Regions from separate parts of the Mus musculus genome. Here region 2 is linked to region 1. Evidence: chromatin contacts called from public ChIA-PET data. All regions are on one chromosome and are shown on one strand. The core of a region is the stretch at or near the end of the contact, and the rest is flanking DNA. Distances in the headings are between cores, read along the strand shown.

The links. ChIA-PET counts read pairs in DNA pulled down with a chosen protein or histone mark.
Region 2: a contact with region 1 is called in an RNA polymerase II ChIA-PET map of memory CD8 T cells, with 74 read pairs. The contact joins the promoter of Ywhaq here to the enhancer-like site in region 1. A contact is called at or near these places in 5 of 39 promoter capture datasets (cranial neural crest, frontonasal cranial neural crest, liver and 2 more), 4 of 115 datasets of contacts at active chromatin or transcription factors (bone marrow-derived macrophages, effector CD8 T cells, memory CD8 T cells and 1 more) and 1 of 9 other capture datasets (liver).

What each region holds. Positions count from the first base shown.
Region 1 is chr12:21,226,132-21,230,388 of GRCm38.p6, reverse strand. Asap2 (ArfGAP with SH3 domain, ankyrin repeat and PH domain 2) reads right to left here. Exons shown (of 29, transcript NM_001135192.1): 14 at 1,102-1,150; 15 at 849-1,015. Among named protein-coding and RNA genes, the nearest start is that of Gm40855, 23 kb to the left of the region's middle. Within about 2 kb of position 2,793, at least 155 of the 459 cell types and tissues checked have an H3K27ac peak or open chromatin away from gene starts, as enhancers often do. A contact at or near this core is called in effector CD8 T cells, liver, memory CD8 T cells and 1 more, where this site is marked.
Region 2 is chr12:21,415,397-21,419,683 of GRCm38.p6, reverse strand. It overlaps Ywhaq (tyrosine 3-monooxygenase/tryptophan 5-monooxygenase activation protein theta), which reads left to right and starts at 2,248. Exons shown (of 5, transcript NM_011739.3): 1 at 2,248-2,886. The coding sequence starts at 2,593. It overlaps Gm4419 (predicted gene 4419), which reads right to left and starts at 1,802. Exons shown (of 4, transcript NR_166748.1): 1 at 1,602-1,802; 2 at 1,394-1,468; 3 at 850-1,054.

The DNA.
Region 1 (4,257 bases), core at 1,544-4,043:
AGTAGCGAGCACATGGCCACCCTTCGTTTCCCGGAGTTCAAGCTAGACTTTCCCCACATGGCACGTTCATGTCCTCATTTAAGTATCCTTCCAAGTGCTTAGTGTACAGTGTGGACCCAGCCAATAATTGACAGCGAATGCTGAACTTACAAAGCATTGAAATTAAGATGTATTGGAGCACAATGTCTCCCGAGTGCTTCCTGCCCCCTGAAATCCTCTGCAGAGAAACATCATGATCTTGCCCATGAGGTCATCATCGAGTTCTTTAAAAACTGTCTAGTTGTTAAAAAGTGGGAGTTGGGGAGAGGGGCTGGGGAGATGGCTCAGTGACAGGAGCACCTGCTGTTCTTGCACAGGACCAGAGTCCATGGGTCCTGCCCAGCATCCATGGGTCACAGAGTGTGCCTGAGAGTTACTTTAAATGGTCCTCTAAGTAGGACAGAGAGGCTGATGGGAATCCTAGGCAAAAGCACCCCCTACACACACACACACACACTCACCCTCACAGCCCCTCCGAGCCTGTGAGACTAGTGACCTTCAGTTCATCCCCAATGTGCCCTTCAGTTTTCATTGCCCGGCAGACGCTGAGCTGTAATCTTTTCATCTCCACCAGGCTGTCTTCCCAGGGTCCTGCCCCAGGCCCAGCAGGCAGGGATCTCCTACCCATGCGCCCCACTGCTCTCTGCACACAGTTCATTAAGCATTTGTGTAATGGGATGAGCCCAGACTGCTTTGTACCAATTTCATGTTTGAAATGAGAATGGAAAAAAAAAATATCAATGGGTGGATTTCAGGCATCCCTGGAATCCAAATGCCCTAGAGCTGGGGTTGGGGCTGTCCCGGGTCACCTGGTGCCCCACAGTCGCAGCACACGTCATTGCCCGTCATCCTCTGCACCTCCGAGATGATCTCCTTGGTCAGCTCTTGGACGATGTTATTTTCTCCAGTGTTGTCATCACCCTTAAAGGCGTTGTTCAGAGCTTCTTCCTTGCTGTTCTGCAGTACAGACATCCATCTGGGCAAACAGCAGCAGTGCTGGGCGTCAGCTGGGCGAACACACCCACTCCCACCCCTGCTTCCAGCCCCACCCACAGCACTTACATCTGACATTCTTGTTCGTCTTCCGCTTGGAAGTGGTACGTCCTGTCATCTGCACAGCAAGGGAGACTTATCACTGAGCAGCTGGGTGTATTTACCTCAAGAATAAATAATGTGTGCTCTCTGCCAGATTAATGTATAAAGCCAAGCAGCCCTTGGGACATGTGCGTGCCATGCATGTGTGTGTGCCTGCCTGCCTGCTTGCATGTGTGTGCTGACTTCAGTCATTGTGACTTTATAATACAAATCTAACAACCTGCCCCTTTCTAGTCTAAAAGATGCCATTTCCAGAGAATTTCTATAATCTCTTTAAAGAGACATCCCCAAAAAGGAACTGTTCAAGTCCTTTGATAAGAGCCTTCCCTATCTCACTTTTTGAGGTACTGTCTCTTTATGCAGACCAGGCTAGCTTTGAACTCACAAGAGATTTGCCTGCCTCTGCTTCCTGAGTGATAAGACTAAAGGCTTGGCTAATGCCCCCTGACGAACAAGAGCCTTTTCTGGAAAACACATCTTAGACATTTTCTGGCTTCCTTAGAAAAGAACTAATACTATATCAGAAATTCTAAAGCCACACCCTGAGAGTCCTATGTCACAAGCACAGCTAGATGAATAACGGTATAAGAGGAAGTGTCGCGCTGTGCATCAGGTACTTGCAGTGTCTTACAAGTGCTTTCAGGGGCCGTGTTCCCAGGAGGGGTGGATGAGGGGCAGCTTAATTTCTGTGCTATTCTTGCCAAAATGAACAACCTCAGCTAAGTCCTGAGGTACCACAGGAGAAACCTAGCTTGGCAGACATCTCATAACAAAACTGGACAGCAGTCTTCAAAACGTACAAAGGTCAACATGGGCAAGGGATGACTGTAGAAACTGGACCCCTAGGAGCCATGACTAACTATAATCTAAATGCGACATGGGGCCTGGAGGGATCAGAGCACCAGGACAAGGACAGGAGTGGGAAATGGATACATTCTGAGTACCATTTCACAGCACCAAGCCTGCGTCCTTCCTCAATGCGGATTTCTCTAGTAATACATACTGGCTAAATTGTACTGACATATACACACACACACACACTCACACACGCATGCATGCACACGGGTACACATGCATAAACACACGCACATGTACACACATACACGAACACATGAACATGTGCAAATACACACACACACACACACACACACACACACACACACACACACACAAATAAATGCTTTTGAAAATATAATGAGTAGACAGCTCTGCAGTAGTAGTTTTCACTCCTTGTCTTAGAAAGACTCTTGATGGGCCGTCTAATTGGGGCCAAGTATCAAGAGGGGTCAAGTGCAGACACAAGTGAGGCTCAGAGCAGAGGTTTTGTTTCTTTAAAATCTTAACACCAGGGGGAGTCAGACATCACTTGTTTACAATCTATCTGTCACCAAAGAGAGGAACAGGCAAAGAGAACTACTTCAAGTTAGACAAATACTGGATTGCAGCAGACTGAAGTGAGCAAAGAGGCATGGCCACCTTCTTCTCCCAGGCACCTCACAGCCCCACCCAGCCTCCTAGGAAGACGGCCAGAGGGGCAGGTCCACAGTTCTAGCTGGGAGCTTGCCAAGTGGACCTCAGAGTTCTCAGGAAGCTGTGACTGGAGGGCATGTCAGTGTCCTGGGCCCACACTGAGCTACTTTACAGCCAGGTTGGGTGTGGCTTTGTCATCTGCTGACTAATTCTGCCAGTAATCCCACTGGGCACTGGAGAAATGGGAGGTCATTCTGTACAAAGTGTCCCAATAATAACGCCCTCTCTGCAGGCTCTCTGGAAAGCCACCTAGACCAGGGCAGTTTCCATGAGCTTCTGCCACAAGAGAAGCGTTTGGGGCTGTAGAAAGGCATGCCACCAAGGCCCTCTGAGCTCTATCCTGTCTGGGAGACTGGCCAAGTTATCTCATAATTCTAACCACAGTCCTTCCTAGGGTGCCTGTGTGGCTCAAAGACAATGGCTCAAGAGTGTGCCTGAGGGCACAAGACTGGACAGGTCCCAAAGGGCTGGCTTTACTGCAGACAGATCCCCCTAGAGGAACACGTTCCCTCTAGATCAGAATGGGAAGCCCCTGTTTGGGAGCGGGAGATAACAGTGGGGGCGGGCCTTGCAGGCAGGAGCTCAAGGCAGCCAGCCAGCCTGTCATCCTCTCAGCAGATTCAATACAGAATGATCAGTGAGGAGAAGGATGACTCCTGGGGAGCAGCTACATTCTCACAGGCCTGCTGTCTCTTGGCCTGGCATTGGGTTCATCTTTGATTTCCCAACAACTATGTTAAAATCAAGGACATTTGATGGCATTTGCTCCACTAGTCAGGAGGCAGAGGGAATAGGGTGCTAAATGAGCCAGTCCCCACCCCCGACCCTTCCCACCTTCTCAGGACAGCACTAGCATCAGAGCTTTAGCCCGTGCATTTCAGGTCTCTACATGAGCTTAAGCCCCGGCAGCTCTGCAGAAAGCATTCCCACCAGATGTTCCCAGAGGTATTAGATACTTTGAACATCTGCTGAGTTGAAAACTGGGTAGGACTGGAATTAATTTTGCCCCTTGAAGACCAAGCAGGAGTAGTGGGTGAGACAGGTTTTCAACATAACTAGTGTTCTGCATCTGCATAGCCACAACAGCGAACGGTGGTTGTGGCCAAGATTCACGGAACATCTCAAGCTGCCACAAAGTCAACAGTGTGATCACGGTGAAGTCTGTCTGCATCACTGCCCTCGGGCATAACCAGACTCACACACTAGTCACTTCACCCACATCCTCAGGATGCAACGATTCACACCTAGCAGGCCTGTGTGCCCTTCCTATGTGTGCTCACTCCTCCCTGATGAGCTGAAAACACGCAGGAGAAAGGTTCTGGAGCAAGTGCTTCTGCACCGTGGTGACAGCTGAGGAGGTGCTGCACCTACCTCACTGTGGTACCCAAAGCTCGGCCAAGCTCAGATGGCTACCAAGTCCTGTCGTGGTACCCAAGGGAACTCACGCATAGGGTAACATCTTTTTAACAGGCTATCTTTTTTTTTTTTTTTTTTTTTAAAGAAGGGTTGAAAACCTGCTTTTCCAGCCACTAGCAGACATCTAATGACACCATCACGTTTTCTCCTCTAACTCAAGCTTAGGTTACAGTCTAG
Region 2 (4,287 bases), core at 999-3,498, 190 kb before region 1:
GAGATGGCTCAGCGGGTAAGAGCACCCGACTGCTCTTCCGAAGGTCAGGAGTTCAAATCCCAGCAACCACATGGTGGCTCACAACCATCCGTAACGAGATCTGACTCCCTCTTCTGGAGTGTCTGAAGACAGCTACAGTGTACTTACATATAATAAATAAATAAATCTTTTAAAATAAATAAATAAATAAATAAATAAAATAATAACAAATAAAGCCACTCTAAATGTCAGCTTTTCTGTGTTCTGGGACTTGAAGTACCAAGAATTTTTTTTTCAGACACAAGCAGATTCTATGGAGTCCCTCAGATATTACAATTTCATAATGTGTCAGTTTTTGATTTCACATGATCATATGAGCTTGTTTGTGGTAAATATTTGGCACGTGCCTCTTTTGGGTAGGCCTCACTCAGAAACAACCTTTTTGACAATTTCCCTTCATATGTCTCCTCTCTCATCACCTCCATGGGCGTCTCCTCTCTATGGGCTGGGTTTGCTGCTCTAATTTAGGGAATCTTGAAATCCACTGCTTATACAGAAGGCATTTTATCCGTTGGGATTTCTGTGTGTCCAGCTCCACCCCAACCCACAGGAACATAAACGCTCGTGTGTCTTGCAGCCTGGCCTTGGGGATTCCAGAAATAACACCGGGCCGTCCGCCGCTGCACTGGAGCATAGTAAGGCGTTTCTGTATTAAGACAGAGTAGAGTCACTTTCCAACCAGGCCTCTCCTGGTCAAAGCACAAAGCAACCTTTACAAGTTGGGTAGGGAGGGGCAGCTGGGAGGAGATCTGAATTTCTGGAAGCTTCGTCTCTTCCCCCCCCCCCCCCCATCTGTGCTCAGTGTCAGACCTTCCTTTCTGCAGTCTTCGGTCTGCTTGGTTCCGTTTAGCATTTGAATCCACTTTGCCTGTGGCAGTCACTGAAGTTCTTTGAACCCTTGAGGAACTACTGGAACTGGCATCTCTTCAGAGCCCAGGTGGCAGTTTCATTCTTTGAGTCCGGTAGGACAGCCACCTCACTAGGAATTGGATTGAGGGCTAGGAAATAAGGGAGCCTATTTAAAGGAGAAAAATGTTAGCTGTGACCCTGAATACATGGCATCTGGGGCAAATGCTCTCATTTCAGAAGGGTGTTTATTGTGCAGAGAAAAACATGAGATCTTCACAAATATATCAGGAGAAAAAAAACCCATCACACACAAAAAACAAAAGCATGCATACATGCTTTACAGAGTACAAAGGTGTGTGTGTTCGGGGCAGGGTGTACTTAGACATTAATGTGGAAAAGTAGTAAAGAAATGTTTAAGAAATATGCTTCCGGGGATCGGGTAGTCACAGCTGTGTTTGTTCAAATCGTGCTTAATGTCATTTCCCCGTTTTAAAGAAATGCTTACCTGACGCTGCCACGCAGTCCTGCCCAGATCTCCTGAATCTACCTTTCCATAAGGGAATTGCTGGCTTTCGGGTGCCTGTGTGAAAACTTGAATTAAGCCACTTTCTCTGGGAACGAATCCTTTTTTAATGGGGATCAGGATATTTCTAATTTGTAGCCGAAACAGGAAAATTGTAAGGGTTGCATTTTAATGTCTTGGGGATACAAACCTTTGTCAAGAACAGGAAGGTAGAAGAAAGGAAGGCGCTTGTGCATCAAAAGGGCTAATTATCTCACCCCTGCCAAGTCCAGCTGCAGCCGCAGCAGCTCGAGAGCTGCAACGCCCCATCTGCAGTGGTTGCTGCTACAGGACACGCGGTCGCAGCCTCGGAGGTCGAAAGCACCTCCGGTCCCGTGCCGCACCCAGGAGTGCCGGGCTGGCGGGGAGGATGAGGGGAGTTGGAAAAGCATCGCCATGGCAACAGTGACGTCCATTCACCCTGGATCTAATTGGAGGAAACCCCGTGGCCGAAGCCGCAGCCTGCGGGCCAACCGAACCTACCCGAGCCGACCCACCCTCGGAGCCTCCGCTTCGCTTCCCGCCCCGCCCCCTGGGCCCCCTTCCGCGCGCTCGCCCCTCATTGGACAGAGGAGAAGCTAGAGGCGGGACTCCTTGGGGAGGTGCAGCGTTCTATTGGTCGGTGGCGAGCTCGTCGGCTCCGTGCTAGGCTGAGACGGGAGGGTCCTCGGCTAAAGCCCAAAGCAGATCAAAGTGGTGGGACTCGCGTCGCGGCTGCGGAGACTAGAAGGTGAGTGCGGACACAGCTCTGGGACTGCGGCTGCAACAGCCGCCGCGAGGTACCGAGGCCGGGTTGGCGGAGCACGGTCCTCATATCTGCTAGGCTACCGCGCGCCTGAGGTTCGGGCTGGGACGGGAAGGTGCGGCACCAACGGCCGCTTCCATCTTGGGCCGGGTGGGGCCCGCGCTCCGGCCTTGGGGAGGCGCGGCGGGCGGGCCGGAGGGCGCGGGCGGAAGGCGGCGGCCCCGTGAGAGGCCGGAGGACGCGCCGCCTCGTGCGCTGAGACAAAGCGGGCGTCCGGCTGCATTGTCTGACGCGCTCTCTCCTCGCTCCTTTTTGTCCTCGCCGGCGCCGCCCCGCCCCGCCCCTCGCGGCTCTCAGGAGGACTCCGGATCCGGCTCGGCGCTCGCCCTCGCTCGCCATGGAGAAGACCGAGCTGATCCAGAAGGCCAAGCTGGCCGAGCAGGCCGAGCGCTACGACGACATGGCCACCTGCATGAAAGCCGTGACGGAGCAGGGCGCCGAGCTGTCCAACGAGGAGCGCAACCTGCTGTCGGTGGCCTACAAAAACGTGGTAGGGGGCCGCAGGTCCGCCTGGAGGGTCATCTCGAGCATTGAGCAGAAGACCGACACCTCTGACAAGAAGTTGCAGCTGATCAAGGACTATCGGGAGAAAGTGGAGTCGGAGCTGAGGTCCATCTGCACCACGGTCCTGGTGAGTTGGCGCCGGCATTAGTGAGGGAGTAGGGCGGCGGGAGCGACACCCCTTTTGTGTGGTGTTCCCGATGGGGAGAAACCTGTGGGATAGAGAGTTTGTGATTTGAGCCCCAGGCTTCCTTCTTACCTGTTTCAGAGCTTTCTCGGGGGTGGGTAACTCTTTTTTTCCCAAGCTCTGGGGTACAAAAACTTGGGGGGAGTAGCCGCGTAGGCTTGCACAAGACTGAAAAAGACCTATTTAACCTTGTGCCAGGAGAGTGGTCCTGAGATCTGTAAGTTCTTTCATGTCGTAGAAGGCATGGGGACTTTTACCATAGAGATGCTAGAATTTCCCCAGCCCCCCAAGATTTAGGAGTGAAAAATCTAGACATGTTTTATTTTTCATGTAAGAATATGTTGAGCCTTTCCTTGCTAAAGAGGTGTGGGGGTGGGTGGGTGGATGAGTTCACTGGATGAAAAGGATACAGATAATTTGAAGAATACCATGCCCTGGTCAAATTTCACTATTTAATAGTGTTTGTTTGTTTGTTTTCTATTTGTTGCCTCACTTTAGTCCGGTGTATGGAAATGAAAGCATTTCTGGTGTGGATGGGCAAGGAAGGCTTTCCAGGTTTTGCACTATCCAGTCCCAACCGGGATGTTAACTGCTATGATTCACCCTTATTAGAGGGGGCACTTTTAAATCTTGAGTCATTCATTGCCCAGATCTCTTATTCAATAAAGCAAGTTTCTAAAATTTAAATAGCATGCCATAGAGTGTCAGATATTAATGCTGCAAACTGTGACTCCTGTTCACATTGATAGGTAGTTATAGACTGATGATGAAGTAGCTGCTGGGTTTGCTCTTCACATGCCACCTTTATATGAGGCAGCTGGTAGCTGATAGGCTTGCCCTGGATCTTTTTAGGTGTCTTTTATGCAGGGTTTCATAAGAGAAGGGAAAAAGGGGCTTTCCCTTCTAGCCTTCATTTCTTTATCACATCGAATCAATGGAACCTAGAACATTTTTCCCTGTTGTGTAAAACCTACCTGTTTTACTAAAACAAAAGAGATTATCTGAGCAAAATCATGGCTGATAGATACAGATGTTAGGGGTCAGAAGCAATCAGTTGGTAGTGAAGTGCAGAAAACTCTGTTTTGTAAAGATGCCATTTTGTTCTGTTAACATCTATGTGATCTTAAGTTCCAGTCCCTGTTTAGCTTAGGGGAGGCAGCTCTTTGGCCTGAATTTTTTTACATTCAAGAGATGTCAACTAGGATAGTAATAGCAGACTTTAATACCATATATTGATGGCTATTGTTAACACTTTGGGGTTTATTTACCCATGCAGTTCTGAATCACCAGATTTTTGTGTAAACTATCAGTTTAATTCTGAAACAAAGGAATATTTATTCCGTC